6 separate regions of the Mus musculus genome follow, and regions 1, 2, 3, 5 and 6 are each linked to region 4. A link is a contact called in public Hi-C, HiChIP or PLAC-seq and promoter capture Hi-C data. All regions are on one chromosome and are shown on one strand. Each heading gives the region's core, a stretch centred on a gene start, on an enhancer-like site or on the middle of the called end of the contact. The rest is flanking DNA. Distances are from core to core; before and after follow the strand shown. Region 1 holds the start of Opa3 (optic atrophy 3). Region 2 holds the start of Dmwd (dystrophia myotonica-containing WD repeat motif). Region 3 holds the start of Ppp1r13l (protein phosphatase 1, regulatory subunit 13 like). Region 4 holds the start of Sae1 (SUMO1 activating enzyme subunit 1). Region 5 holds the start of Fosb (FBJ osteosarcoma oncogene B). Region 6 holds the start of Nova2 (NOVA alternative splicing regulator 2).

Region 1 (4,150 bases), core at 95-2,594, 2.8 Mb before region 4:
ATGTGGAGGAGAAAAGTCAAGGGTCCCCTTAGTGCCTATGTTCCACCCTTGGAGCCAACAATGTCCCTCAGTGGTCTGGTGAGATTCTCCTCACCCTTCAGTCTCAGTTGGAATATTCCCTCTACCCGGAAGTGCTCTTTGTACTCTATGTCAGGTCAGGTACCTAGTGGGCTCTGCCATCCCATCTAGATTGTCACTGTATGAGTCTTGGTTCGACAGACTGGTACTGGCGTAGATAGACCCTGTTGTTTTATAAGCAGGGTCAGCTCAAAACAAACACTCATCATATCATTTATAAGCTACATGGGGCGTTGGACAAACATGAACGGTAGTTCTCGGTAAATTACAAAGACTTCCCCCTCGTCTCTGCTTTACAGAGATCAGTCTTTTCTAGGAGCACACATCTGGTGCGTTTGCGAAGCAAGTGAGGTCTTTGCTCAGGAGACTCCCTTGGCTCACCCGGCTGCTCTAAACTCGAGTCTGCCTACAGTTCCTGACATAATGCGGACATATTAGGACCGTATCTTTCCCAGTGTCGGGCTAAGAAGCCTGCACGGTGCGGCTACCGAACGAAAAGGATCGGTGTGAGGAAACTCATAAATAAACGGAAGGACGCCCATTCTGGGTTCATCCTTTTGCCAGGTCGCAAGATTCCAACACTATCACGACCCTAACTCAGTGTAAAACTAACGCACAAGCTCTGTGCTCTAAACCCAGGGTGATACGCAAATCACCCACAGGGCCGAAGGGAAACTGAGGGACAAACTGGGGTTTCTGTAGTCAAGTGTCTCTCTTAAGGATGGCTCCGAAGCGGATCGCTAAGGGGACTTCTTCTCGGTCCCGCCCCTAACTTCTGACAATAAGCTCCACCCTGGTGTTTCTCACACCTCATCCTATTGGCTGGTGTAGACGTCAACCGCCAGAAGCCCTCTTCTCTATTGGCTTGCATTCCAAACTCGCGCGGTGACGCCCCTGACTGCTCTCCCTTCTTCCCTATTGGGTCAGTGACACGCCCCTCTAGCAGAAGCCATCCTCATTGGCTATAGCGTTTTGCCGGTTCGCGCCGGGATTGGTCAAGCACAGACGCCGTTCCCCTGAACTAGAAAGATCGGGAATGGAAGGGCTAGAGGCCTTGGGGTGAGACTCACGCTGGGCTGGCGGTAGGCAGATGTAGGTCTTGAAGAACTCGCTGCGGCGGGCAGCATCCTTGATACGGTTGGCCAGCGGCTTGCTAACCTGCCGGATGCCCAAGTAGAACAGCTTCGCCATGGGGAACGCGCCCACCACCATCTCGGCGGCCGCCCTGGGGCACGCGCAACCTTGCTGACTGGGCGGGGCGCCGCCGACCTCGCCGTTCCTCCCCCACCCGCCCGTGGGCCGTGCGTGCTTGCGTAAGGAAGGACTTGCCTACGTGCCTACGTAGGAGCGTGCGTTTGCACGCTCGCGGCGGAGGTGGTGGGGAGGGTGTTTGTCTGCTGGGGGGGGGGCGGGCGCTCGTGACGTCGCCGCGTCGACGCCTCGACGTCCGTACGTTGGGTATGCAAATGTGCGGCGGAAGTGAAGCGTCAGAGGGCGGTGCCGTTAAACGGCCGCTCGTGGGAGCGTGGCCGGAGCCCTAGTCCCGACGTACTGACGTCACCGCGTCTTGCGTGATGTCACGTACTGAGTCGATTTCCCTGCCCATAGGAGGCGCCTGGTGAGTCCCAATTAAGTCTAAAGAGTCGGGGTGCGCCTTCCCGGCGGTTAGTGCCCTCGCCGGGGAGGGGAGCGAGTCAGCGCGTAGTCATACAGACCTGCCGCTTTACTCACTCTCTGAAGTTGGAGGAGTGACTCAACCCTTCAGGAAATCGGTTCGTTCTTTTTTTGTTGTTGTTTTTTTTCCCCTAATTGTTTTTAAAAGCCGGTCTCGTGTAACCCAGCCTGGCTCCGAACTCAATGTGTAGCCTACGCTGTCCTTGGAACTCCTGATCCTCCTGTGTCTGTGCCGCAGTGCGGTGCTGGGATCACAGCCCTGCGCTACACGGCCCAGCATTGATGTCAGCATCCCCGTGAGCAAAATGTCACACATAACAGTACCTGTCTTGTGTTTTCTGTGTTGTGAGGCTTGTGTCTCTGAACCCCAAGGCATTTCCCATCTTAGGAGGGGGGCTCCACCACTGAGCAAAAGACTCCAGCTCCTCCCAGGGGGGAGGGGGTTAGGCGGTGACTCTATCGCTGCGCCATGCTCACTGAGTGGCTCTACTAGTCAGCTTTGTGTGTGAATCCTGAATGTAAAACACAGGAAGTAACTACATGTAGAGCATGTCCCGCAAAGCCCAAATGTGCACTACAGCTAATCCATCCTTTTCCCAAGTAACCGAGTGAAAGACTGAGGGTCCCATAAGAACGGGGTGACACGGGGCTTCTCAGCCACCACATTGCCTAATATCACTGGTTCTCAAGCAGCCTGACTTCCTCCTTTGGAGGGTAAGGGTCCCCAGGGAGCTGGCTCAGGAAGGAACTTTAAGGACATGTCCCAGACTGTCCTCCCTTACCCAGCAGGGAGCAAAATCATATAAACAAAGTCAAGACTTAGTTGAGAGAAATTCCTGGATGGTGGCGTGAGGATGGGTAGTTGGGGACGGGAAGGGACCGGAAGGCAAAGGAGCAGAGGGGTCGTGGCTATCAAGAGAAAAAACTGGTGACACATAGCCAAGGGACCCCGGACTTTCCCATCAGTGCCTTTGGTCAAGTCCTCGCATCAGGGGACCCGTGCTTCATTTATATTGGTGGCAGCTGGGCCTGGTGTCACACAGCTGTCATGGAAGCACTCAGGAAGCTGAAGCAGGAGGATGGAATGTTCTAGGTCAGCCTGGACTACATAATGAATTCAAGGTCAGCCTGGGCAACTTAGTGAGTCCTGACTCAAAATAAAATGTACAAAAATAAAATAAGATGTCCATCAAAGAGGCAAAGTGTAGCTGTGTTTGGTAAAAGCTCCTGCCTAGCTTTTATAAGACCCTGGGTTCGATGTCCACTACTGGGAAGAAATCAGGAGGGCTGGAGAGATGGCTTAGTGGTTAAGAGCACTGACTGCTCTTCTGAAGGTCCTGAGTTCAAATCCCAGCAACCACATGGTGGCTCACAACCACCCATAATGAGATCTGATGCCCCCTTCTGGTGTGTCTGAAGACAGCTACAGTGTACTTACATGTAATAATAAATAAATCTTTAAAAAAAAATCAGGAAGAGCATATGTGACCTTGACATCTAAATTATTAAGAATGTCCGGATTTTTTTAAAGATTTGTTTGTTTGTTTATTTATTTATTTATTTATTTAATGTGTGAATACATTGTCACTGTCTTCAGACACACCAGAAGAGGTCAATAGATCCCATTACAGATGGTTGTGAGCCACTATGTGGTTGCTGGGAATTGAACTCAGGACCTCTGGAAGAGCAGCTAGTGCTCTGACCGACTGAGCGATCTCTCCAGCCCTGAATGTCCCGAGTGTTGAGAACCACTTTTGCAGGAGTCCTTCTGAAGACGTGTGTCTGGTGAGCTCCATGGTTTCTTTGGACAGCACCTTCCCCTTCACTGTTCATTTTTAGTTATGTGCATATGTGTGTACCTGTGTGTGGGGTATGTGCACATGAGTACTGCCCACAGAGGACAGAAGAGGACGCTGGAGCCCCTAGACCTGGAATCACAGGTATTTGTGAGCCACCTGACATAGTGCTGGGAACAGAACTCAGGTCCTCTGGGAGAGCAGTCCATCTCTTAACCACGGAGCCATGTCTTCAGAGTCGCCACTTCCCATTCTACAGACATCCCAACTGAGGCTCAAGCTTCCACAGGACTCAGGGTGGAGATAACACTTCTTGAGTCGAAGTCCAGGGTCATCTTCTAACCCTGGTGGCCAAAGGACCTCCTAGGGAGTCTAGGATCTCTGGGAAGGCTTTAGGAAACCTCTAAACTGGTATGTAAATCTTCCTTTCTGATTGTGTCCTTAGTTCTCAGAACAGCTTCCAGCACACAGTAGGTGTTCAATACATTTTGTTTGTCTTGCTTTGTTGCAAAGACAGAATCTTGTTATACAACCCAGTTTAGCCTCAAACTTATGGTCCTCTTGCACTGGTCTTGAGGGTTCTGGGGCCTGCACCACCATGC
Region 2 (3,978 bases), core at 255-2,754, 2.7 Mb before region 4:
GGACAATAGTCTAAGACCTCCCAGACCCAAGGATGCAAAAATCCCCAAATTTAGGATTTCCGTCATCTTTTCCCTGTATGTACACATAGTATACGCCTGCGTGGTTGTTGTGTGTTGTGTAGAGATGTAGAGGTCAGAGGTCAACATCGGGCATCTCTCTCCCTGGCTTTGCATCTTACATTTGACACAGGGTCTCTCAGTGAACCCGGAGCTCACCAGTTCAACTAGACTGGCTGCCATGAGGCCAGAGGATCCTCCTACCTCGGCAGCCTTGACATGGGATCCTGGGATCCATCGCCAAAGCCTCATTTCCTTCAGCCTGGAGCCCCTAAACTCCAGGACATCTGCTGTGGTTCAGCCAGCCATCAGTCACTACAGTCCCTCATTATCACCACTGGATTCTCCGGATCCCCATCTCTCTGTCTCCCCCACTTCCTCACGTCACCCCTCTTCTAGGATTGCTTTACAGATATCTGTCACACCTGGGGATGTCCCCTGCCAGGAACCCCCATCAATTCAGAGCTCCCATCATTTTGCCAAACCCCCTTCATTTCTTCCAAAGCCATTAGACACCATATTCTTTAGGAGCTCCTTCACCTGTTGCTTTGCTCGTCGACCCCTAAGCCACACCTCGGCTCCTTACAAATCCCGTCAGCCCTGGGTATGGCAAGTCTTAAGACTCCCTCCAACAGGCCCAGAAGGCAGGATGCATTTCTCCGTTCTCCATCCCCTGGGCCTGTATCCTCTTAGGATTCCCCAAAGCCCACAGAATATCTGTCACCTCCGTGACCCCCCTCCCCCATTTCCTCCCAGAAGCGCCATCACGTCCTGAACACTCACCACCGGAGAGAACCTCCCCACGCAAAGATTCCCCTGCAACCTCTCAGGACTCCATTAGCTCCAGGATCCAGGCTCCCCTGGGATGCCCAACCTCGGGGCCTTCTGTCACTCTGGGACCCCAGCGCTCTCGGCACCGGAGTCCCCAGCAAGCAGAGCACTCACCCGCTGGCTCCCGCTGCGGCAGCAGCCGGGGTAGAAATAAAGCTCCCGGCCCAGGTTGAAGCAGACGCGGTCTCCTCCCGCGCCCAGTCCGGAGGGCGTGGAGGGCGGCTCCCCAGCGCCATCCGGGTCGCCTAGGCGCACCAGGCTGAGGCGGACGGCGGGCAGCGCGGGCCCGGGCCCGGGGCCGGCGGGCGGCGGGGACGACGCGGGACCCGCGGCGCCGGGCCCGGAGGCTGCGGCGGGCCCGGGCGGGGGCTGAGTGGGCTGAGGCGGCGCCGGGGTCTGAGCGGAGGTCGGGCCCGACCTGCGCGTCGCGTCGCCGGGGAGCAGCTTGTAGAAGCCCTCGCGGGTGCGAAACTGCGACTTGATCTCCGCGCAGTCGCCCATGGCGGCGCTGGGGCCCGGGCCGCCCTCCGCGCCGCCCGCCGCCATCTTGGCCGCCCCCCGGGCCGCACCGCAGCCCGACCGCCCACCGCCAGACCCCCCAGCCGGAAGTTGAGGGGCTAGCACCGGAAGGGGTAGGGTCGTCGTCCGGGTGACGCCTCTACGATTGGCACCCAGAGCCGGAGGCGGGAGAAGCCGAGACAGTTGCTGAGGTAACGGTTCTGGGGCTGTGGGCGGAGGCAATATGTGGGTGTGGTCAACGCGACAGACCCTCGCGTTTGGTTGGCTACGAGGTGTGACTGTTGGGAACGCCCCTAGACCCTAACAACAGCGCCCTGGGAACCGTTTGCCCAGCAACGGAGAAGCCTCAAAGCCTATTCAGAAGCCTCGTGTTGTTACAGCTGACTCCGGGCGATTCTTGGTTTTGTTTTTTAAATAATAAAAAAAAAATGCATTTATTTTTGCGTGTATTTGTGCGTGAACGAGCATGTAGAGGTCAGAGGGAGCCAAGTGCCTTCCTCCATGTGGATCCTAAAGATGGAGCTTAGGTCTTCAAGCTACCTACCTGGCAGCAAGTGCCATTACCCGCCGATCCATCTCACTGACCTTTGGTCTCATACTTGTAGCCCAGGCAGTTTTCAAACTTGACCCAACATCTGGAGTCTCAGGCCTGAGACACCACGCCCAGCTCTTCCCTTCCTCGCTGACCACCTGTGGTCCCCTGCTGCTGTCAGAGTGAAGTGTAGCCATCTGTCGCCTATCTGACCTTGTCTACCTTTTTTGGTTTCGGTTTGGTGATGATGGTTGTTACCTTGTCAATTTGAGGCTACCTAGAATCGCAATGAGGGACAGTCTACTTGGGGTTGGCCTGTAGACCAGTCTGAGGGAGATTGCCTTAATTGATACAGGAAGACTCAGTCCATTGTGGGAGGTGCCATTCCCTAGTCAGGGAGTCCGGAACTGTGTAAGAGTGGAGACCCAGGCTGAGCACAAGAAAACAAGCACACATGCCCTTCTTCCTGCTCTATTCTGGAGACAGCCCTGCCTTGACTTCCCTGCTATGATGTACTGAGACCTGGAATTGCAAGCTGAAATAGCCCTTTCTCCCCTAAGCGGCCTTTTGTCAAGGTATTTTATGTTTTATCACATTGACAGAAGAAGATTGTGTTCTGTTTTGCTCCCCCCGCCCCCCTTGTGAGACAAGGTCTCTAGTTCAGGCTGACCTCCATCTTACCTTGTAGCTGAAAACAAACAAACAAAACAACAACAAAAATACCACAAACTCCAGATCTTCCTGACTCTATGTCTTCCAGGTTGGTACTACACCATGTGCATTGACGGGCTTGAACCCAGGATTTTGTGCATTGCTAGGCCAGCACGTGGCCAACTGGCCGTAAACTGCCATGTCCCATGGAGGTGCTTGGGAATCAGTCCCTGGTCTTTTGGAAGAGCAAACAGTGCTCTGAACACCGAGCCATCACACCAGCCCCCCGCCCCCGCAAATAAAATGTAAAAATAAAAAACAAATGGGTGGAATGACTTAACTTCAGTTCCCAACACCCACATCTGGATGGGTGGCTCACAACTACCTCTAACTCCAGTGACATGGGATCTAGCCCCCTCTTCTGGTCTCTGAGGGCATCTGCACACACACGTGCAAACGCTCAAATACACAACATTTTAAATCTTTTTAAAACAAATCGGCATTAAATCCCAGGGCTTGGGGTGGGGGGCAGAGGCATGTGGATCTCTATATTGGAGGCCAGCCTGGTCTACAGAGTGAGATCCAGGACATCCAGGGCTATACAGAGAAACCCTGTCTTGAAAGACCAAAAATAAAACGAATATGGAGAAGGAATGATGAGCCAGCTGCCCAGGATACTGAATGAATATGTGACTAAGCAGCTGTGCTGGGGCAGTTTTATTTGGAGCACTGGGTGGTTTCCTACCTGTGTCCTTCAAGGACAGGGAACGAAACCAATAGGAAAATACAATCTGTTGCTACGAATAAGGGGAAGGGCTATGGGAAGGAGCTTGGGGCCTCAGTCCTCCAGGTCTTCATCCTCCTCCTCTTCCTCATCTTCCTCCTCTTCCTCAGCGGCTGCCAGGGCCTGCTCCTGAGCAGCCTTCAGGGCCTGCTCCTCCTCCACTGTGGGGTCACTCATCTCCGTGATTTCGGGGCCGCTGGGGTACTCTTGCTGAATCAGAGCTGGCAGCATTGGGTTGAAGTTCTCGGGGCTATACTTGTGACCCCAGCCAATGTATATGTTCTCAAACTTCCTAGAGAAACGAGAGAGACATCCTTTTTGAGGGCGAGTCTAAGGGTGGCACAGCATCATTGCCCACTCACCAGTGCACTGGTGAAAGGTACGCACTGGGTTTCTCTGTCCATCTGTCCCTCCCACAAAAGTTATACTGAGCACTGTTCTATGTTCACCGGATCTGAAGTGGCCATGCCAACAAGTGGCAAAGGGACAGGGAAACTGAATTTGTGTGTGTGTGTGTGTGTGTGTGTGTGTGTGTGTGTGTGTGTGTGTGTGCCCGCGCGCGCCAGTCTGTCAGTCTCTCTGTCTGGGTTTGTGCACATGCATG
Region 3 (3,817 bases), core at 978-3,477, 3.0 Mb before region 4:
ACATGGGACACTGAGGCAGTAGGGTCTCTAGTTCGAAGCCACCCTGGGCTACATAAGTGACACTGCCTTAGAAGAACAAGAGCTGAATTTTAGCTCCCAGCAGTTCAGTGCTTGTGTAGCTAGCAAAAGGCCTGAGTTCAGTCCCTGAGGCCTGGGGTATTGATCGATCGATCGATCGATCGATCACACGCGGGCAGGTTCAGAGGGAGGGATGAAAACCCAGTGTATAATTTTTTTGTGAGAGTTCTTGGTCGGTTGGTTTATATCTCCCTGGCTTGTCTGGAACTCCCTCCTGAGTGCTGGGATTAAAGGCATGGGCTACTGCCACCACTGAGCTTATCTTGTCTCTCTCTCTCTCTCTCACTCTCTTTCTCTCTCTCTCTGCTATACTTAAACTCTCATTCCACCTGCCTCCACCTTCCCAGTGCTATGTACCCTAACAGTCTTTTTTATGCAGTGTTGGAGATTGAACCTGGGCTTCCTGCACGCTAGGTGAGCACTCTACTGGCTGAGCCACACATCAACCCCTTCCTTCTGCGCTTCTAAGAGCTGTGCGTTCTGTTGCCAGTGGTCTCAACCGCCTGAGCCTCTAGACCACAGGACCCTAATTCTCCCACCAGAGAGCAACAGTGACTATCCCCAGGAATGTAGGGCTACGGCAGGATGAGAGGCCCTGGAAGGTTCCAGACAGAAACTGGAAAGTTCCCAGGACCAGCCTCAGTTTCCCCATTGCTAGGGAGGCATCCTCTCGGGGGTCAACGAACTCCACTGAAGGTGGAACTCGCTGTTTCTACCTTTGGGTGATTGCCAAATGCCTGTGTGGACAGAGAGACCCATCCTGACCTGAGCCTGGCAGGACACACACAGCCTGTGCTGGCAGCTGTGGCTATTGTTCCTTAGCTTCATTTCAGGCTGTCACTCCAGCCCAGGCATTCGCAAACACCCTCCCTCTTCAGACCCTTCTCCCCCACCAGCTTCGTAATCCCCCTACATAAGGGCTCAGAGGTGGAGAGACAGTGGGAGGTGCGTGCCTGCCCCTGCCCTCTCCCTGGCTCAAGGACAGACAGACACCTCCAGAATTAGCCTCCCTCCCTCCCTTATCTCCCATAATACCTCAGGTCAGACAGATGGAAGTGGAGGCAACATGCCTCACCTCTGGGTCACAAGGAGCCCCACCCCAGGAGGAAGAAGGTTAATTAGAAAAGCTGGTGGCAGTGAAGGAATTCCTTCCACACACAGACAGCTGTCACAAGAGCGAAGGAGACGTCCAATTCAACTGCCTGTATGGCCCGCCAGCCTGTTTACCACTTCCATTCTCTGTAACGCATAACGCAGCAGTACACGGCCACAGAAGCCTACCAGATCCAGCCCTGCAGTCCTGTTATTCTGCCCTGGGCTCTAGAATGACTTTACCAAACACCACCTATTTCCCATCCCGTGGGGGCAATAAGAGGTCTGACTCCCGCTTCCGCTAGGGGGCGCTCCTGGGCGAATGTGACTCCTCTGGTTAGGCAGGTCTGACGCCCCAGCTAATGACATGTTGGGGTTCGCTCAGCGGCACAGAAGAGGTTGGAGAGCTGCCCCGGCTTCTCACTCCCTGCCCCCATCCCAAAACCAGAAGGTGGGGTGTAGCGCACACAGCCTCCTGAGAAACCCACGCCCCTCGTGCTTGTCCCACTCTTTTCGAAGACCAGGATCCACTAGTCCAGTGCCACTAATTTTACTCAAACACCTAGTGGTTCGGTGCTGAAGGCAGCTGGAGGGTGACCGGGCGCCGGACCATTCTAGAACGTCCTGATCTCCCACATCTGCCCCAAATACAGAGACCCGGGACCTCAACAGCACCCTAAGACACTTCCAAGGGTCCCCAATTAAAGTATTCAAAAAATTCCAGCTCCAATAACTCCCCAGGACCAAGGGCTCCGAGCACCACTAAGAGCAGATGTCCAAACCCCCTATCCATCTGCCCAGTAAAGTCGGCACCCCAGTTCCTTCTTTCCAGGGATCCAGGCGTGAGCTCCCCACACTATTCCCCTGGACTTAAGGTCCGAGTTTCCAATAAGTCTTCCCAGGAACGCGGTATCCGGTTCTGGGGTGGCTGGACCCTGGGTGGGGGTGGAACTCACGCGTCGGGGCAGATCCTGGCACCGGGGGGCTTTTCCTCGGGCTCCGGCTCCGGCTCCAGCGGCGGGGAGCGGAGGACGGGGCGGGGCAGTCGCCTGGGAACAGGTTAGACGACGTGACTCTGACTGGAGGGAGGCGTGTCCCTCGGAGGAGGGGGAACTGCGGTTGCCTGGAGCACCTTGGGATTTGTAGTCCCGAATGGGCGAGGCGCCGCCAGGGACACTTCCATTTGGAGTCAGACGCGATCCATTTGACAGTCAGCCAGAGCTAGGTCCAGAAGATCATGGACGTCCTGGACGGCGAAATGCACAAGAATTTAGACCCTCACCTCACTATGGGTACAAGGGAAGAACCCCTGAGCCCTTTCCCACTCCTCCAGGCTCAGTGTCCCCTTGCCTGAGTGAAGATTTGGACACTTAAGGAGGAGATGGGAGGCGCGGAGAAATTCACACGACCAATACTATGGCGAGAAAAGGACCCACCTTAATCAGGACTCCAAGCCCCGGGTTATCTGTCTAAATAAAACAAAAAATAAAAATAAGGGGCCTCTAATCCTAGTACTTAAGAAGCAGAGACAGGCGCACCTCTGAAAGTTCAAGGCCATCCTGATCTACACAGCGAATTCCGAGCCAGCCTGGACTACATAAAGAGACCCTGTCTCAAAAAAACAAAACAAAACATCACAGCATTGGCGATTTACTGGCGTGCCTAGCAACAAGCTGAACTACAATCCCCAGCAGACTCCTGACCGACGTCCATCGCCAGCCACCTTCGAGTTATCTGGGAATTGGAGTTTTGAAGCCCACAAAGGGCGAGCCCCAGAGTTTCTCGCCCACGCGCGAGGGTGGACACATAGTCTGGAGATTCCTGGCGGAGGGAACACTCCTTCGTAGCCTTGGTGACCTCTGTTCTCAAAAGCCTCAGAAGAAGGGGGGAGCATCCCAATGCTGGAGGAGTCTCCAAAATCTCCGCAGAAGGGGCGGGCAGCGACGCTGACACACCGGCCAGGAATGCAGTCGAGTCTCCCTGTCTCGCCACCGTCCCGCGGCTCCACCCGCCACCCCATGCGCTGCAGTCCTGCTGGGAGGGGGCGTGGGCACGTCCCCCAAATCCCACGTGCACGCGCCGCTGTTTACTTGGGCCGCGGAGCAGACAGGGACCGACCAGCTGCACCTCTACCTGCCTCGGAACCGTGAGGAATACTTCCCATTCCGGACACTAAGTCCACGAGGACATCTACAAGTCTTCCCTGACACTAACCCTCACCCCGTTTCAAGCCAGGCTCTGGGGCTCTGGGGTCCGAGGCTCCTCCCATGACTCTGCAGACTCCTCCCCCTCAGTTTCCCGCTTCCCCTAGACTTCAGAAGCTCCGCCTCTGATTGCTATTAAAATGCTCCGTTCGTACACTTTTCTCTATTTTCCGACCTGGTTCAGTTAAATCTTCCACGTTCGCTGCACCAGGGACTTCCGAAGATACACTCTAGCTTTAAAAGTACAATCGTGACAACCAGAATTCTTACCTAGCTTTTGCAAGAATGCTGCAAATAGATCTTCTGTCTCTTTAAAAGCCGTGGCCTAGGCGAGTCACTGCCCCTTTAAGACGGTGTTGGAAGAAACCACGTGAGCAAAGTTGTCGGGGGAACAGGCACCCTAGATCCGAGCTAGCTTGCGTTTCTGACGAACAGGGAACTGA
Region 4 (4,391 bases), core at 1,188-3,687:
TGGTATTATTTTATTTGTGAGTGCATGTGAAAGCGTGTGTGAATGTGTGTATCTCTCTCTCCTCTCTCTCTCTCTCTGTATATATTTAATTACGGTTGCTTTCAAAAGCATTGGTTGAGGAAGTGTTGTTATCATTTACAATATTGTGTGTGGTGTATGTGAGCTTATCAGTGTCTCATCCAACCTGTGGAGGTCAGAGGATAACCTCTAGTGTCAGTCTTTATCTCCCACCTTGAATAAGACCACATCCCTTTTTTGTTTTGTTTTGTTTTGTTTTGTTTTGTTTTGTTTTGTTTTACAAGACAGGGTTTCTCTGTGTAGCCCTGGTTGTCCTGGAACTCACTCTGTAGACCAGGCTGGCCTCAAACTCAGAGATCTGCCTTCCTCTGCCTCCCGAGTGCTGGGATTAAAGAGTGAGTTCCAGGACAGCCAGGGCTATATAGAGAAGCCCTGTCTCGAAAAACAAAAACAAACAAACAAACAAACAAAGAGTTCAAAGCTGGGGCTGGAGAGATTGCTCAGTGGTTAAGAGCACTGGCTGCTCTTCCAGAGGTCCTGAGTTCAATTCTCAGCAACCACCTGGTGGCTCACAACCATCTCTAATGGGATCTGATGCCCTCTTCTGGTGTGTGTCTAAAGACAGCTACAGTGCACTCACATAAATAAAATTAATAAATAAATCTTTAAAAAAAAGAGAGAGAGAGTTCAAAGCTGGGGCTGGCGAGATGGCTCAGCGGTTAAGAGCACCGACTGGCTCACATCCCTTTTTCATTGCAGCATATACCAGGCTGGGGGAGTCTGTCTTTGCTTCCTATCTCTAGGTGTGAGTGCTGGGATTGAAGACATGCTGACTACCAAATCTGGCTTTCTAAAGAACCAAATTTAAATCCTCACATTTGCAGTCCACTGGTTGGTCTGGAGCTGCTATGTAGATCAGCCTAGCCTCAACTCACAGATCCACCTGCCTCTGCCTTCCAAGTGCTGCTATTAAAGGCATATTAAAGGCATGTGTAACCATACTGGGATTTATTCTAATTTTTTTTTTTTTTGAGGTAGAGTCCTGCTATGTGGTCCAGACTGGCTTTGAACTCTGTTTTTTTTTTTTTAAAGATTTATTTATTATTATATCTTAGTACATTGTAGCTATCTTCAGACACACTAGAGGAGGGCATGTGGTTGCTGGGATTTGAACTCAGAACCTTTGGAAGAGAAGTCAGTGTTCTTAACTGCTGAGCCATCTCGCCAGCCCCAGCTTTGAACTCTCTCTCTTTTTTTAAAGATTTATTTATTAATTTTATTTATGTGAGTGCACTGTAGCTGTCTTCAAACACACACCAGAAGAGGGCATCAGATCCCATTAGAGATGGTTGTGAGCCACCAGGTGGTTGCTGAAAATTGAACTCAGGACCTCTGGAAGAGTAGTCAGTGCTCTTAACCACTGAGCCATCTCTCCAGCCCCAGCTTTGAACTCTTTTTTGTTTGTTTGTTTGTTTGTTTGTTTTTGTTTTTTGAGACAGGGTTTCTCTATATAGCCCTGGCTGTCCTGGAACTCACTCTGTAGACCAGGCTGGCCTCCAACTCAGAGATCTTCCTGCCTCTGCCTCCAGAGTGCTGGGATTAAAGCTCTGGGCAGCCATCATCACCCAGCATCAGCCTTGGTTTTTGACCCAGGATATCTTCATTGGGATATGGGTTTGTTGGTTAGATAAGTGTGGGTCTGAGCAAGGCCCAGAAAACCTTCTCCCAAGTGCTGGGATTACAAATCTGCACTACAAATTTGTTTGTTTGTTTGTTTTGTTTTTGTTTTAAATAGGAATATAGATATTAAACTCAGGCAAGCACTTTACTGAGCCATCTTTTCAGTCCTTGACGGTTTTGAGACAGGATCTCATTCGTAGTAATTCTCCTACTTCAGCCTTGTGAAGGCATGAATGCTGGGATTACAGGCACGAGCTCATAAATTTAGGTTTGCTTCTGTTAACAGGATCTCATGTAACCCAGGCTGGCCTTTAACTTTTGATTCCTTTCACTTATTTTTGTCCAAAAGCTGTGATTACAGGCATAGCCCACCATGATCAATTTGAGTCTTGCATCTTACATAAGGATTTGAGAATGTGTCAGGAGAGGAGAGGGCAGAGAGGAGTCCTTCCTCTTTTTCTGTCCAGGAGGAAAGTCTAGCTTTCTTTTGTTTTATTTTTTTCGCCTCAATAGGTAGTGAGCTCCATGTGTTGTTATTTTAAAGTAGTATCTTTATTTCACCACACCATCGATGCTGGAATCCCGGTGACAACTCGATCCAGATCCGCTTCATAAATGACCGCGTGGACATCCTCGAGGAATCAAAACACCCGCCACTTTTCTTTTTTTTTCTTTTTCCTCTCCGGGATTGATTGGCGTCTCCATCACGTGATGGGGCAGCGAGCGGGCCTTGGAGTCTTCGGTATCCACGTGGTCTCCCGCAAAGCACGGAGGTGGCACTGCGCAGGCGCGGCTCTCTGCGCAGGCGCAAGCGCGTCCCCGGTGCACGGACTCGCTGCTGGCGGTTAGCGAGAGCGGGAGCGGGTGAGCTGAAAGCCGGCGCCATGGTAGAGAAGGAGGAGGCTGGCGGCGGCGGCGGCGGTGGCATCAGCGAGGAGGAGGCAGCGCAGTATGACCGACAGATCCGCCTGTGGGGACTGGAGGCCCAGAAGCGGTGAGGGGCGCCGCGGGCATCCTGCGGGCCGGCGTGTGGGCCCTGAGGGAGTGGGTGCGGCCCTGTTGTGGAGCGGAGGCGGGATTGCTGCACTTGGGTTTCCTAGTGCTTCAGAACTGACGAATGGACGGTGTTTCTGCAAAGTACCGGAGGTGGAGATGTCCCCTGTGTAGTATTGAGAGTGTCCTTGGAGGAGGCGGGGGAGAGGGAGGATTTGAACTTGAGGCTCCCTCGGTGTCAGTACCTGGTGATGGTGGGATTTAGGTGAGGCTTGTAGGGTCTAAGTGGGGTGAGCATTAGTGCAAAATAGGGGGGTGGCGGGCTGAGCTCATTAATTTCTATGCATGGGAACCTGTGTTGGACGCCCTGGGGACTTGACAAACCCCACAGGCTCCTCTAGAGGAGTGCTTGAGGGCAAGTCCTGACAAAGGGACCCCTGGAGAGGCGCAGAGTGGCCCAATTTATTCAGCACACAGCTACAGACGTTGGGTTGTTTGTTTGTTTGTTTGTTTTTCTTTCCCCTTCCCCCAGACCAGGTTTCTCTCTGTGGCCCTGGCTGTCCTGGGCCTCGCTCTGTAGACGATCTCAAACTCAGAGATCTGCCTGCTTCTGCATCCCGAATGAGTACAGGGATTAAAAAGGCACGTGCCATCACGCCTGGCTTCCTTAACATATTCAAGTTATAAATTATATTTTGTGGGGATATGGTTGTTCATATTTTTAATTCTAGTACTCCTGAGGCAGAGGCAGGAGTATGTCTGTGAGTTCGAGGTTAGTCTGAGCTATGTAGTTCCAACACAGCCAGGGCTACCACAGTGAGATCCTGACTCAAATCAAAACAAACTCCAAAGGTAATTGTTTTTATAGCTTAGGCTGGCTTTGAACTTGCAGAGATCTTACTTGTCTTAAGTGCTGAGATAAATACATGCATCATCACACATTGGCTCCCTAGGCATTTTTGGGGGGAGCATTTTTTGGGGGAGAGGTTTTAGAATTTTATGTTTTGACTTCTCTGTACGTTTTCCATGGTGTTGATGTGGATGCCAAAGGACAACTTTGTGAAGTCAGTTCCTTTATGTAGATTTTTGAGGTCTAAACTCAGGTTGCCAGGTGTCCCCCAGGCATTTGAGACAAGCACTTTACTTGGTGAGGCATCTTACTTGGGCTCCTTGAGCATTTTTTATTGAACTAAATAGGCTCCTTCCCAACTTGAAGCTTATGTTTTGATGGGGACTAAGAGCAATATTCATAAATAATAAAGTTCCATAGTGATAAGGCTCTAGGGTAGTGTCGTACATACACCTGACATTGCAGCACTTAGGAGGCTGAGGATGGAGGAGTGGGCTCAAAGTTAATCTTCAGTACAGAGTAGTTCAATGCCATCGTGAGTTGTACAGGGACACCTAACCTCAAAAACCAAAACACGGGCTGGTGAGATGGCTCAGTGAGTAAGAGCACCTGACTGCTCTTCTGAAGCTCCGGAGTTCAAATCCCAGCAACCACATGGTGGCTCACAACCATCCATAACGAAATCTGACACCCTCTTCTGGAGTGTCTGAAGATAGCGACAGTATACTTACATATAATAAGTAAATAAATACAATCTTAAAAAACAAAAACACTGTCAGGCATGGTGATACAAGCTTTGATCCTATCAGAGGCAGGCTAGGTCTACATAAACACCCCAATCAAACCAGAA
Region 5 (4,130 bases), core at 1,410-3,909, 2.9 Mb before region 4:
AAACAAAACCCCTCATACAGATAATATAAAATAAGTAATACTAAAAACAAAGCAAAACAAAATAAAAATAAACAATTAAAGTGCCTCTTTGCTTTCTTCTTTAGATTTTGGGCTGGACCAGGAGTTATGGAACAGTTTCCTCCAAGACTGAAACATTCCATCTGGCAGAGAAGTGCTTTAAACAGGAAGGCAAAAGACTCACAATAGGAAGTCCCTGAAACTGACCACATTTACTAAGCCCCTCCCTGCCAAAGTAAGCAATAAATTATGGCTAAGAGTCTCCCCACTCCTAAGATGGAAAGATGCCAAGCTGCAAAGGAGATCCTGACAACAGACCAGCTATTTGGAAGACTCAGAACCTAGCCAAGCTGCCTGCAAGAGGTTTAGACCAACTAAGACATCTGGAGAGAGCACCCTCCAATCTGTGGAGCAGTCTTCAGGCTCTGCAGGGTGCTCCAGGCTCCCAGCTTTGTAAGCTGTCACTCATGCTGGGGCGGGCTTGGGTGACGCAGCTGTCTTTGAGTGACTTCTCCCGTAAGTCACCCCTCACCCATGCACACTCCTGTAAGTAACTCTAATAGAAAATTCATCGGTTCAGCAAATTGGACTTTGGTCTCTTCTGAGCTGGCTCCCTGTCTAGGGTGAATGGACATGTGTGTGTGGCATCTCCCCTGGAAAAGTTTTCTTTCCCTAGGCTTGGCCTGGGGTCTCCCAGGCTTTTTGCAGTTGCTGGTGGCATCCTTCTTAGTGGGTACTTAAGAATCAGGACCCTGGCCAGCGATGCAGCAGCCGTTGGCAGAGGGCTCCCCTAGCATGCAGGAGGCCCCTGGATTACATCCCCAGTAATAAACCAGGCCTGGCGACAATATAGAGGTGAGAGCAAGATGTTCATTGTCATCCTTGGGTACATAGTAAATTCTAGTCTTTGTTTTAAAAACAAACAAACAAACAAACAAGCAGGACATAAGATCAGATATGCCTGGCATGGTGGAAGGTGCCTTTAACTCCAACACTCAAGAGGTAGAGGTCATCCTGGCCTACAGAATGAATTCCAGGCCAAAGGTGGTACATAATGAGACCCCATCTCAAAAACAGACAGAGAAAGGAGGAGGGCAAAGGGTAGAAAGAGGAGGGGATGTTCACAATAGGGGGAGGGGATGTTCACAATACGTGTATATATATTCTTTCCTTCTGGATGTGGATAGAACCCAGGACTTCACACATGCTAGACATTCATTCCACTTTAAGCTACATTCCCGCCCTCACATCCCCTTTTGTTTAAATCATTAATATTGATATTATTATTATTATTATTATTATTACTACATATGAGTACTGGTTGTTTTCTGTCTTTGCATGCATGTGGAGATCAGAGAACAATTTTTAGGAGTCATTTTTCTTCTTCCACCGTGAGTCCCAGGGATGGGACTCAGGTTGTCAGGTATGTGTAGCAAGCTCCTTTACCTGTGAACCATCTTGCTGGGGCTGATACCTGCTGATTGCTAAACACATGCCACCGATTATATTAATGCACTAGTATTTTATTTATTTATTTTTCGAGACAGGGTTTCTCTGTGTAGCCCTGGCTGTCCTGGAACTCACTCTGTAGAACAAGCTGGTTTCGAACTCACAGAGATCTCCCTGCTTCTGCTGGGATTAAAGATGTGTGCTGCTGCCGCAGCTGCCACCACCACCAGACACCACCAATTATTATTGTTCAATTATTATTGTATACACACTTTCTTTTCTGTCTCCTGAGCTAAGTGGGAAGGAGAGGCTTCCAACACCATCAAGCCTGAAGAACTCACCGGGTGTGGGTTCCTACCTGCTCCAATTCTGCAGGTCCCCCAGATTCAGGGACCCGGAAAAGCCACCTATCCTTTGCTTAGCTATGAGTACTGAAGTTTTAGATCAGGGAGGGAGCACATTTTCCAAGCTCACCGAGTCACACAGAATCCGTGACAAAGCTAGTGGGGAGGGGACTGCATCCTTACCCATCCCTACACCTGGAGATATCACAGACTCTCCAATTCCTCCTGAGCCTCAGTTTCCCCACCTAGACTGATTATACCCCTCTCGCCAGAATCTGCACTGGGGACCTTGCTCTTTTTCACCAGCAGGGGCGCTGCACCGGTTTGGGGAGGGTGGGGTCCCAGGGGTATAAGCAGACCTGGGATCTGGAGTTGCACCTTCTCCAACCCGGGTCAGCAGGGGCCTTCTGAGGGAGTTTAGGCGCCTGTCAATCTCAGCCTCCGGGACAGCGTGGAACTGCGCAGGCGCGGGCGGGTTCCGCACAGCGCAACAGCGGGCGCGCGCAGGAGCGAGGGATTCCCTCTGACGTAATTGCTAGGATACCAAACAAACACTGGGCCGCGCTGGCCGAGCTCCTTATATGGCTAATTGCGTCACAGGAACTCCGGGGAGGGCGGGGCGGGATCCCCTCCCGCGAAGCCCCTCAGAACGCAGCCTTGGGGACCCCCGAGACCCCCAGGGTCACACTATGGGCAGGTGGCAGGTGCACGAGGCCCTGGAGGGCGCCACAAGGAGCTCAGTCGGCGGGAAGGGAGAGTTTGGGAGGTTTGTGCATGGAGTTGCGGGTGACGCAAGCGCGGGGGCGGGTCCCGGAGGCATAAATTCAGCCCGGCAGCTCCCGGTTTCATTCATAAGACTGGAGCGGCTACGCCGGGGACACGCGGAGCCGGGGCTTGCTGGACTTGACTACTGGTGACTCTTTCTTTTTCTTCTTCTTGGAGGCCGTGAAAAATTTATATATATATATTTATATATATTTTTAAACTGGAGAGAAAGTTTTGTGGGTTTCCTTTTTGCAAGACTCTTTCTAGATCGTTCTTCCGATTCGTCCGGAGGATAGACTTTCTTTCTGTGGGCTTCTGGATCGCGCCCCTCTGCTCTCCCTCATTTCTTGGGACGCTTCGACAGGATTGGAACTGCATCTGAAGCGCACGCTGCACCGCGGCACTGCCCGGCGGGTTTCTGGGCGGGGAGCGATCCCCGCGTCGCCCCCCGTGAAACCGACAGAGCCTGGACTTTCAGGAGGTACAGCGGCGGTCTGAAGGGGATCTGGGATCTTGCAGAGGGAACTTGCATCGAAACTTGGGCAGTTCTCCGAACCGGAGACTAAGCTTCCCCGAGCAGCGCACTTTGGAGACGTGTCCGGTCTACTCCGGACTCGCATCTCATTCCACTCGGCCATAGCCTTGGCTTCCCGGCGACCTCAGCGTGGTCACAGGGGCCCCCCTGTGCCCAGGGAAATGTTTCAAGCTTTTCCCGGAGACTACGACTCCGGCTCCCGGTGTAGCTCATCACCCTCCGCCGAGTCTCAGTACCTGTCTTCGGTGGACTCCTTCGGCAGTCCACCCACCGCCGCCGCCTCCCAGGTAAGTTTTAGATCGTAAAGATTCTACTTTAGTGGTTGGGGGGGGGGGTGTTTCTTTCAGGCTAAAGTGTAGATTGAGCATCCTCTCAAATAGAGACGCGCCAAAACCCAGGATCTGGGATTGCAATAGTTCGGTTTGCACTTTGGTTTTTTGTTGTTTGCAAACTGCAAAGAATGGAGTGATGTTTGCAAAAGGTTATTTGCGCGGAGCGCGGGAAAGGAATGCAGCTGGGCAAACGTTGGCGATGCCCGGTGCAAAGTATATACCCGGTGGTTAGCAGAAGCTGAGAACTTTTAGCCGAAAGCCGGCTCCCTAAGCCGAAGCTAGGCAAGTAGGGGAAGAAAAAGAAACAAAAAATTCCAGAGAAGCTTCCAGGAGCCTCCTCCTCTTCCCTCTTCCTTCAAAACGCGGACTGCAAGTCCGCAGTCACCCTCCACCCAGCAAGAGTTAGGGCCTCGAACCCCGGTCACGCTGCCTCCGCCTCCTGCGCGGAGACGTAACGGGGGACCCGTGCGTAAAGGCTGACGCGCTGGAATCCTCCGTCTGACGCGGGGCACGCACAGCGCGCAGCGCCCCCTCCGCCCGCCCCGCCCCTGACGTCCCGGGCACGTTCTATTTTGGAACGCCGAGGCCACGTTGCTAAGGGAGGGGGCAGCGTGGCTTTGTGATTGGCTGTCGCGGCGCGAGCTTTAGCCAATCAGCGTTCCCTTCCTATTTGTAGAGCGTAGCTCC
Region 6 (4,307 bases), core at 1,651-4,150, 2.5 Mb before region 4:
TGGAAGTACTCAATGACCCATGTTCAGTACATTCCATAATACTTCCCGGCACCATAAACGTTAGCCACTATTATAATTTATTGTTTTTTTTTTTTTTTAAACATCATAGCACATTGGGAGAAGGAGATGCAATTGTATGTCAGGCATTAAGCATTGATATTGCCAGCCATTATGACATTATCAATGTAGTTATCGTCATGTCTGTATTGGGAAGTAGGGGACACAGAAGCTTGGAAAGGGGCAGGGGTGGATCAAGTGTCCCACAGCCACCACCGTCCCCCATTGAAAGGAACCAGAAAATTCGAGATCAAAGTCATTACCGCTTGCCTTGCCCCAGACTATCCCTCTCAATTGAGGACTGCCCTTTTGTATCTCCTGGCCTGCTTCCTCATACTTGGTTTGGAGGTGAGGAAGGGTCTGCAGTCATGGTCCCTTAGTTTCAGCAATGTAGAAGGAAGCATTGAAATCCCAGTGGGCCAGCCAGTCCAGGGTTCAATAAATTCTGGACCTGCCACTTAGGAGCCTTCGACCTTGGACAAGATGTTTTATCTTGCAGAGCCTCAGTTTCCCTCACCGGTAAAAACGCACCTCAAATAATGTCTTCTGAGGGTTGTGTTGGGAAATTCACCCAGATCTTGGAGCCTGCCTGATGGCAGTAGGCACCACAGGGCAGCACTTGAAGGGGCCTTCTTTAGCAGCTGCTTGCTGTAATGTGCCGCCTAGCCAAATCTGGGTCCCTGAGCCTTACTGGGACTGGCAACTGCAGCAGGGCAGGAAGGAAGAAAGGAAGTCGGCTTTGGACATTTTCATACGTGTGTTGGGGGTGGGTGCAGGAAGATAGGCAGGAAATTCTCTTCCACCCCTCCCCCAACTTCCCTTTCCTTCAATTTCTGCTGAGCACCCTCCCATGGATCCAAAGGAACTTGGGATCCTGTCCCACCTGGCTTGAGGTGAGGGGGTGAGAGCAAGAAGTGGGAGCCTGTGCATATGCCTGGGTGGGAAGTGGGCACCTAAGCCAGGCTGGAGGATATTATACTGTTTGTTGAAGACAAGAACAAGATTAGGAGGGGATTTTGAACAGGGCACTCATGAGGGAGAATCAATCTGTATATTATATTTTTGGGTCTTCTTATCAGAGATCCGAAGCGCCCTGAGGATCCCTCTTCTCCCATGCCCTACTTGTTCCCTAACATCGAGGATAGTAAGTGGAGTCCTGTGCTTGGCTTGTGTTTCTCTGCTGTGCACACCTCTCCCGGATGGCACACGTAGAGGGCCCGTTTTGTGCAGCTGACACATCTCCGAGGCGTCTAACACTGAGCTGCCTCATACACGTGTGCACACACCCATGTCCTCTGCTCTTGTACACCCTGCATCTCCCCCACATCTCTAGCGTGACACACCCAGTTATTCTACACAGAGCTCTCTGTCTTATACACATCTACACAGTTTTGGGTGTCACACAACTCCAAGCTCCAGGGTGTTTTAAGCATATGTCCCCAGTCGCTTGGAACTCCATTTTTCCCCCCGATTTCCTTGGGAACACACCCTCCATGGGTTTCACTGAACCACAAGCCCCAGCTCTCCCTTTTCATCCCCCCATCCCCCCCAGTTACACACCCCCCTCTGATGTCACTATTGCACACCTCCATGTGTCACACCCAGCCTCTCTAGAGTCACACCTACACCCTTTTCCATGTCACATCCTAGCACCAGCTTCTACTGGTCCCACTCCACCCTATACACAGCGGTATCCCCCACACAGAACCCCTTTTCCCGGTCCACGAATGTTCTCACGGTTCACACCCAGAGTCCATCCTTTCTGCCTCCCTACACACCCCCCTGCATGTTACACACCCCCTCTCACTGGTGTGTCACAGGACAAGAGCCCCCTCCGGGCTGGTAAGCACCTTCCCTTGGAGGACCTCACATCCGGCTCTCTTTTACACACATACTCACACACCCCTACCCCGTCACATCCATGGTCCCTTAATGTCACATATCCAGGCCCTACACGACCCACCACGGATACACACCTGTCCTAGCCTTCCATCTCTTTCCCCTCCAGTTTTACACACCCACCCTTTCTTCCATGTCACCCAACACACCCACCCAGTCTGTCTCCATGCACGGTCCTGCATACTGTCCACACCCGCCCCTTTCCGGGACAACCCTTGTTCAGGACATCCCCAGGGAGTGAGGCTCAGAAGCTCTCGGTCCACAGGCCTGACTCTACTCCTTCCCCTCCCCCAACCGGGACACGCAAGCCCGAGGGAACACCCCTGCCCCGAAAGGGTCACATCACACACCCCTCAAGGACACACTGGCCCAGAAGGGACCCACGCCCCTCATCCTTGGTTCCCTCATACACCACAAGGACACTTACCACCCCCTCCCCCCCAGCCCCTTTCGTCGCAGACAAAGCTCTCAGCCCCCGGGGCCTCGGCGACAAGAGAAAGGGGTCCGTCCGGGTCCCCATCTCCTCGCGGAGGGGTGCCCCTCCCCTCCCTGAAGCACTTGCACCTGCCAGCCAGGGATGGGGGGGGATGATGGAGGACGGCGATGCCCCCTTCGGCGCGCGATCCCCCCCCACGCCCCACGCCGCGGTCCCTCAGCTTTGCCTCACCTCCCGTGTTGCTGCGCTTGGTGCAGACCACCTCGGGGGGCGTCTCGAGGGGTCTCTTGCGGGAATCCGGGGCCTCGGGCTCCATGGGGGGGGCCTGGGGCGGCGGCTGCTGCTGCTGCGGCGGCTGCGGCGGCGGCGGCGGCTGCTGTGGCGGCGGCGACGGCTGCTGGGGAGGCTGGGGCTGCGGCGGCGGCGGCGGCGGCGGGGGCGGCGGCGGCTGCGGGGCCGCGGAGGCCGTGAAGAGGCCGTGCACCGCGCCGGCGGCCATCATCCTCATGGTGGGGGGGCGGAGGAGGGGGAGGGGAGGGAGGGGGAGGGGAGGGGGCGGCGAGGAAGGGGGAGGGGAGCGGCGGGGAGGGAAGCGGGAGGGGGCTGGGGGGGGGAAGCGCTGACAGAGCTGGAGGACGGAGGGGAGCAGGGTGGAGAGGGTATGGGGGGTGGTCTGGGATGGAGAACTGAGGGGTGGGGTCCTGGTCTCTCAAAGATCACCGAAGCCGGTCACTGAGCCAGTGGGGTGCAGAGGTGTAGACAGGACACCCTCTCTGTACCCTTTCTTGAGGGCTCCCCACAGATGCGAGGGGCCGAGCCCCCCTCCCAAGGCCCTGCTCAGGGCGGGGGGCCGGAGATAAGAAGCGGAGGCGGTCGCTAGTGGGGGCCCGGGGGGCGGCGGGCGAGGGCAGCAGCAGAGACCGGGCTGCTGGTGGTGGTTGCTGGCCCGAGCATCTTCTCAGCTAGGCTCCTACAGCGTCCTGGCCCCTCCCACCCGCGCAAGGTCACGCCCATGGCAGTCAAGGCCACGCCCTTCTGCGCCCCCATTGGTCCATCCTTGAAGCCTGGGCCACGCCCATCACGCTTGGACGCTACAGACCTGACTACCCCCCCCTGCAGGGTATAATAAGGACCGCGAGGCTCCTCCACGCCTTCCTTCCTTACCCTTCACCCTTTTATTTGCGGAGGGGCGTGGCTGGACAGAGTGTAATATAGCCCAAGCTGGCTTTGAACTCACTATGTAGCTCAGGCTAGCTTTGACCTCCTGATTCTGCTGTTTCCATTCCCTGGCCCCCCAAGCGCTGGGATTAGAGGGATGTGCATGGCATCTCTAGCTACCTTTTGCTCCTAATGAGCATCACTTGTGCACTTGCCATGTGCCAGGAGTGGTTCTAAGAGATTCTTACTTGAATCCCACCGGGGAAAAACGATAGGATATACTTTTAGTATTCTGTCTTACAGATGAGGACACTGAGTCTTAGGAAGCCGAAGCAGCCAAGCTTGGCGCTCACTCATGTATCCCACTACTTGACAGTATGAGGCAGAATTGCCTTGAATCTAAGGATAAGCTGGGCTACAATGTAAGACCCTTTGTTTAAAAAAAAACAAACAACCAAATCAACAAGAAACAAAACAAACAAAAGAGAAAAGAAGAGGAAACAATGGGTAGGGGTCAAATGAGAAATGTACCTTCATGTCATCTGACTGTCAGCAAGGAAATTCCCCCTTTGGATGGTCCATCTCTCCATGAAGAGTGGACCTAAGACTGCTGTCGGGCTCCTGCGACTGAAATCAAGTTACAGCAAGTAACTGCCACAGAAGCCTGACTGGCGCTAGGTCCTATCAACGGTACTGACGGCCCACCCACTGAGTGACAGATACTGCCCTAGACCCTGGGACACAGCACAGAACAAAA

What was found. Promoter capture Hi-C pulls out the DNA fragments that hold promoters and counts their contacts. Hi-C and Micro-C count contacts between places; a contact is called where the count stands out from the background. HiChIP or PLAC-seq counts read pairs in DNA pulled down with a chosen protein or histone mark.
Region 1: a contact with region 4 is called in an H3K4me3 HiChIP or PLAC-seq map of embryonic stem cells, with 5 read pairs. The contact joins the promoter of Opa3 here to the promoter of Sae1 in region 4. A contact is called at or near these places in 2 of 39 promoter capture datasets (embryonic stem cells and hippocampal neurons), 1 of 484 Hi-C or Micro-C datasets (B cells) and 3 of 115 datasets of contacts at active chromatin or transcription factors (embryonic stem cells, large pre-B cells and stem cell-derived neural progenitor cells).
Region 2: a contact with region 4 is called in a Hi-C map of B cells, with 7 read pairs. The contact joins the promoter of Dmwd here to the promoter of Sae1 in region 4.
Region 3: an H3K27ac HiChIP or PLAC-seq map of epiblast stem cells shows a contact between it and region 4, with 9 times the contacts expected there. The contact joins the promoter of Ppp1r13l here to the promoter of Sae1 in region 4. A contact is called at or near these places in 1 of 39 promoter capture datasets (liver) and 2 of 115 datasets of contacts at active chromatin or transcription factors (epiblast stem cells and large pre-B cells).
Region 5: an H3K27ac HiChIP or PLAC-seq map of embryonic stem cells shows a contact between it and region 4, with 3 times the contacts expected there. The contact joins the promoter of Fosb here to the promoter of Sae1 in region 4. A contact is called at or near these places in 2 of 39 promoter capture datasets (hippocampal neurons and liver), 1 of 484 Hi-C or Micro-C datasets (B cells) and 4 of 115 datasets of contacts at active chromatin or transcription factors (astrocytes, embryonic forebrain, embryonic stem cells and 1 more).
Region 6: a contact with region 4 is called in a promoter capture Hi-C map of stem cell-derived epiblast-like cells, with 4 times the contacts expected there. The contact joins the promoter of Nova2 here to the promoter of Sae1 in region 4. A contact is called at or near these places in 3 of 39 promoter capture datasets (embryonic stem cells, hippocampal neurons and stem cell-derived epiblast-like cells) and 1 of 115 datasets of contacts at active chromatin or transcription factors (embryonic stem cells).

The regions. Positions count from the first base shown.
Region 1 is chr7:19,225,583-19,229,732 of GRCm38.p6, reverse strand. Opa3 (optic atrophy 3) reads right to left here and starts at 1,344. Exons shown (of 2, transcript NM_207525.3): 1 at 1,149-1,344. The coding sequence starts at 1,290.
Region 2 is chr7:19,073,726-19,077,703 of GRCm38.p6, reverse strand. Dmwd (dystrophia myotonica-containing WD repeat motif) reads right to left here and starts at 1,504. Exons shown (of 5, transcript NM_010058.2): 1 at 1,003-1,504. The coding sequence starts at 1,434. It overlaps Rsph6a (radial spoke head 6 homolog A (Chlamydomonas)), which reads right to left. Exons shown (of 6, transcript NM_031255.2): 6 at 3,257-3,666. The coding sequence ends at 3,429.
Region 3 is chr7:19,359,626-19,363,442 of GRCm38.p6, reverse strand. It overlaps Ppp1r13l (protein phosphatase 1, regulatory subunit 13 like), which reads right to left and starts at 2,227. Exons shown (of 13, transcript NM_001010836.3): 1 at 2,127-2,227.
Region 4 is chr7:16,385,942-16,390,332 of GRCm38.p6, reverse strand. It overlaps Sae1 (SUMO1 activating enzyme subunit 1), which reads left to right and starts at 2,437. Exons shown (of 9, transcript NM_019748.3): 1 at 2,437-2,692. The coding sequence starts at 2,583.
Region 5 is chr7:19,308,574-19,312,703 of GRCm38.p6, reverse strand. It overlaps Fosb (FBJ osteosarcoma oncogene B), which reads left to right and starts at 2,659. Exons shown (of 4, transcript NM_008036.2): 1 at 2,659-3,398. The coding sequence starts at 3,273.
Region 6 is chr7:18,924,481-18,928,787 of GRCm38.p6, reverse strand. It overlaps Nova2 (NOVA alternative splicing regulator 2), which reads right to left and starts at 2,900. Exons shown (of 4, transcript NM_001029877.3): 1 at 2,624-2,900. The coding sequence starts at 2,708.